2 separate regions of the Zea mays genome follow, and region 1 is linked to region 2. A link is a contact called in public Hi-C data. All regions are on one chromosome and are shown on one strand. The core of a region is the stretch at or near the end of the contact, and the rest is flanking DNA. Distances in the headings are between cores, read along the strand shown.

The links. Hi-C and Micro-C count contacts between places; a contact is called where the count stands out from the background.
Region 1: a Hi-C map of bundle sheath shows a contact between it and region 2, with 3 times the contacts expected there. The contact joins the promoter of LOC100273190 here to the enhancer-like site in region 2. A contact is called at or near these places in 2 of 25 Hi-C or Micro-C datasets (bundle sheath and ear).

The regions. Positions count from the first base shown.
Region 1 is chr3:95,885,321-95,888,020 of Zm-B73-REFERENCE-NAM-5.0, forward strand. LOC100273190 (SWEET13c) reads left to right here and starts at 1,409. Exons shown (of 5, transcript NM_001147634.1): 1 at 1,409-1,611; 2 at 1,791-1,827; 3 at 1,950-2,322; 4 at 2,566-2,685. The coding sequence starts at 1,560.
Region 2 is chr3:95,709,669-95,712,368 of Zm-B73-REFERENCE-NAM-5.0, forward strand. No RefSeq gene overlaps it. Among protein-coding and RNA genes, the nearest start is that of LOC103652107, 37 kb to the right of the region's middle. Within about 2 kb of position 1,308, at least 10 of the 20 cell types and tissues checked have an H3K27ac peak or open chromatin away from gene starts, as enhancers often do. A contact at or near this core is called in bundle sheath, where this site is marked.

The sequences.
Region 1 (2,700 bases), core at 159-2,658, 180 kb after region 2:
ATAAATAACTTCACCGTGTAGTATAATTAGTATCAGTATATATCATAAATTGGTTCTAACGAGCCTTAATGCATGGATGTTGGAGAGATCCTATATTTATGGAGGAAATAAAGCATTTAAATCAGATTTTTTTCCATACATGTTTTCCTTATGAAATAGATCGATGATTTACACTAAAGTTCATACCCATTTACGATGTTTTGGTTAACGTTTTATGCTGAAATCCGCCTGAGCTCACACGCACGATCGGTTCCATATCTTTTGTTCCGATATATACGGTAACTTCTAGCTTCATGGGCGAGCTAATCACGGTGGTGTATGGACCCACCTGAACGAACCAATGAAAAATTTGTTGCCGCTCTCATGTTATGCAAGTCTGAACCATTAAATATGCTAGCATAAACACGAGTAGGAACCAACTACCCGACCAGCGAACACGACGTTGGCCCACCTTCGTCCATCCCAACTCGACCCCACCACGTGCGCACCTTCTGTTTACGTAAAACATAACATATGTTTACACATGTATAAACGTGCCCCACAATCGCGCGGACGCACGTGCCCCACTGACCCGACCTGACCACGCGTGTGACCACTACCCTGGCTAGGACTTCCCATGCCTATCGGAAGCCCTGAGCTTCCATTATCAACGCCTATATATATTATTCAATTGAAGCAAAACATAGTGGTTTTTTGTAAGCTGTATAAAAATATTTCATTGTTAAATCCTGAGGTATACCAAAAAAAAGGTGTTTAACCAATGGTTTGAACAACTTTTTTTCATCTTTAAATTACATTTCCAAAAATGATATTTATTTAATTTATTATTATTAGATTCCACTGAGGAGCAAAAACACATATTCAAGTTAAGAATGCTGTATTGAGTCCCCCGTTGTCGGAAATTAAAATTATACTTCATGTGATTTATAATTTGCTGTAGTGCGGCGCGCGGCTCTTACGACTGAGCTGAGGCCAAAATAAAGCAGCAGGTTCGTTGGGGGCGATAATCCCAGGCGGTGCACTACAATTTGAAGTGTACTACCCTGGCACTCTAAAAGCATACACGCATGCAAAAGCAGCTCCCGCTTTTTTTGAATGGAGAAGATTATCTCAATCGACAAATATATACGCGTAGGACAATTTATACACTTTAGTTATATATACATGGCCAGAAAATTGTCATCTCTAAAGCAACTACACTGAAAAAGATCTTTGCATTTTCACAGTCCCACAAAAAAAAAACAAAAAAAAGTTAAAGAGACATGTGCTTGAAGAGCCCCTGCGCACTTGTACACGGTGACACAACATGCATGTACACCAAGGCCTGCCTGCGCGCCACCTCGTCGTGCTCGTGCCTATATAAAGCCACTCGCATCCCAGCCTATCATTGCAAGAGTTTGAGACAGCAGAGGACACTCCTCCTCAGAACTCTCCCTTCCCTCTTGTAGGGGCCAAAAGGGTCAGAGATCTAGGAAGAAGAGAACTAGTCCCCAAGCCTAACAAGAAAGCAAGCTCTTCTGCAACTGTTGGCATTCGCCTTAATTTGTATCCATATCCCAATGGCAGGCCTATCTCTGCAACACCCCTGGGCATTCACTTTCGGCCTCCTAGGTATATATTTATTTATTTATCTTTCTATTCTGCAGTTCCATTCGTTTTTCACTATACAGTTTGCTGTAGCTGTGTATTAAAAAACAATCCCGTTCGACCTTTCATATATATATATCACCTTTAGTTTAGCCTCGCCAATCTTTTGGCAAATGGCTGATCTTTTTTATTTTCCTTTGCAGGCAACGTCATCTCCTTCATGACCTTCCTGGCCCCGATGTAAGTGACATGTAGCTTGTTGCTAATAAATAAATCATCACAGCTGATCACGTATAATAATCGTCAATGAATCGAACCGTTAATTTGCTCGATCCATTTTTTATATCTTTGAAATTATGCAGACCGACGTTCTACCGCATCTACAAGAGCAAGTCGACGGAGGGCTTCCAGTCGGTTCCGTACGTGGTGGCCCTGTTCAGCGCCATGCTGTGGATCTTCTACGCGCTGATCAAGTCCAACGAGACGTTCCTCATCACCATCAACGCGGCCGGCTGCGTGATCGAGACCGTCTACGTGGTCATGTACTTCGTCTACGCGACCAAGAAGGGCAGGATGTTCACCGCCAAAATCATGCTCCTCCTCAACGTCGGCGCCTTCGGGGCCATCCTTCTCCTCACCCTTCTCCTCTTCAAGGGTGACAAGCGCGTCGTCATGCTTGGCTGGATCTGCGTCGGCTTCTCCGTCAGCGTCTTCGTCGCGCCGCTCAGCATCATGGTAAGCAGCAGCACCATGCATCTGTCGTCGATGCATGCATGCACATGGATATATATATATATATATATATATATATATATATATATATATATATATATATATATATATATATATATATATATATATATATATATATATATATATATATATATATATATATATATACTAACTAGCTAGCTAATGGACGTCGCGGCCGTTGCTAATGAATTATTTGCATGCATGCGTCTACGTACGTACGTGCAGAGGCGGGTGATCCAGACCAAGAGCGTGGAGTACATGCCCTTCTCCCTCTCCCTCTCGCTCACCCTCAGCGCCGTCGTCTGGTTCCTCTACGGCCTCCTCATCAAGGACAAATACGTCGCGGTATATCATTTCGTT
Region 2 (2,700 bases), core at 58-2,557:
AAAAAGAAAAAATGGTGCAAACTGCAGAATGTACCTGGTAGTTAGGAGAAAAAAAACAGACCAACCAGAAGGGATCAAATATCGACCAAAGCACAATCAATATTCCACATATGCTTTAGTACTCATAGTGAGAAATAAAATTTAAGGTATAACAGCTGCTATACTACACTATAACGGGTGCTCCCGCCAGTGAGCATTAACACGTCAACGTCATATCGGAAACCTAATTATTTGCGTCATATACATGCATGGATGTAGCATAGCTGATCGGCTGCTATTCACGCAAAAGCCCAGCTGTTGGTGATGACAGAAAAGCCGCAATTATTATGGTCGGGACACACCTTTTTCCGCCGCGGAATCGATGATCAGTACTGGTAGAGAGAAGGAAACAAAGAAGCATGCATGAATAGTGGCTTTTTTTAGGCAGAACACAAGTTATTTATTATTGGTTCAAAGTGAAATTACAATCCCTGCTAGCTGCTTCCGAAATCTAATTAGAGAAACAATCTAGCCAAAATAAAACAGGAGCCAACTCTACGGTTTTACTTGCACAAAGATGAGCTACCTCATTTCCCTCTCTATTAACGAAAGAAACATCAGGAGCTGGTTTAGAACAAAGGAGAGATAAATCGAGGGAGACAAAACCTAAATGTCTTATACAACTAATATCCCTAGGATTTCTCATTCTGGAAAAATGCAGGGATTCCTAGGTGATTTTGGTTCCTAAATTAGGTCCAAAAGATCTGAAAACCACACTTCTCTCTAATTTCTTGTCACAAACCTGCAATTGCACACCTTCTTCCTTCACCTGACAGGAGAAAAGCCAATCAGAGCAAGCCTTGCTTGCATCTGCGCAGCCACAGACGATACCAGCTGGGTTGGCGGAAATAATAATGGCCTTGCTTCTTTGACCAGTACCCGTCGTATAGGATCTACGGATAAGCGATCAAGTTAACCGTCGCTACCAGAAGATTTGAAGCAGCGAAAGGACGGCCAATAAGACTGCAGCCTGATCTATCTCGTACGTGCTTTCTGGTTGTCGACCGACGACGATGGCGACCCTTATCTCCAGTCCAGGCTACAGATCAAGTGCGCCCTTAGCTAGCTAGAGGGGAAACAAAACAAAGCCCACCACCAAACAAAAGGCGCAAAAGCTCCTCCAAAAATTAAAAGCGGCAACAATACAAATATACGTCCACGAGGCGAATTAGGAGTTTTGTGGCTAGCATGCAGTGAGGTCATATATAACACTTCCATGGACGATAGACGGACCGGGTAAATTAAACGTACCTGTTCATCATATCATTGTGTGATGCCGATTGATTGGCGTCGCTCTGTTTCTTCGGAGTTGCTACGCAGAAATTTCACGTGGACTGTGTTGAGAGTTGTAAGGAAGTACGGGTGATGACAAGCGTCCCGACCATTATGTCGTTATTCCTTTTTTTTCCTATAAAATGAGATAAAGATGGATGGATGACTCTTCTCGCTTTGGTCTAACGCGTACAAGCACGTTGATTTGTCTTTTGTGGTTTGGTTTGTTAATGAGTGATTGTTAACAAATAGCACTCTGGGGTAGTCAGTGGACTGACCAGAGTGTAAGATTATGTTGTGCAACCATGTTAGTTGAGTTATGGTGTGTAGGTGTAGAGCACAGGGACGGTGGTCGACTCCGAGGCGAAGGTCATGTGGGCTCATGCTGATAGACCGGGAGCGGTGAAGGACGAGTGCTTGGTCTTGGTGGCTGATGGATCGGAGCAGCCAGGTGACCAGCTGTGGTGGCTGACACCTGTGACACGTACTCACGCGAGGACGTAGCGGAGCGGGCCGTGATGCCGGCACGGTCGAGGACTGGCGGGACACGTGTCCAGGACGTGGGGGACACGCACGCGGTGTGATGGTTGGTGCAGTTTATGGTTGTGATCTCAGCTGACCTCGTTTTGACACTAGTACAGAGAAGGTCTATACTGGCGGTCGTAAACATATTTTTAGTGGCGTTTATCGTAACCGCCAGTGCTAGGGGTCAGTAAAAATCATCATTTTTACAGGCGAGTAACTGAAGACCGCCAGTGAAAATCGATTTTCCGCCAGTGCAAGTCGCGGCATCTTTCGCGCAAAATTCGCGCGCTCCGCGGTTGTTAGTAATCGAACCGTCGACCTCACCCTCGCGCGTACCCTCTACTACCACTCCGTCTATGACATGCTTTGTGTCTAGTTTGTAGTTGTTTTCTCCACATGCATATTACAACCATTTGAGTGTAAATTGCTTATTTGAGACCCTAAACGAATTCAAATAAAAAAGTTGTCAACTACAAAGATAAATAACTTTTGAAGTTCTACAACTTTTATTTTGACACTTTTTTCATCCGAGGTAGTTTGCAAAATTTGAATTTTAAATTTGACATACTTAGATTCAATTTTTGAGAACCGAAATGAGTTCAAATAAAAAAGTTGTCAACTACAAAGTTTCATAACTTTTAGAGATCTATAACTTTTATTTTGGTGGTTTTGTCATACGAGGTCGTTTGAAAAACTCGAAAAATTAAGGATAAAAATGATTTCTAGTGGCGGTTCCTTAAGAAAACCGCCACTACAAATCATGGATTTCTACTGGCGGTTTTCTTAAGGAACCGCCAGTAGAAATACGATTTCTAGTGGCGGTTTTCTTAAGGAACCGCCACTAGAAATAGCACAGTCGGTGGA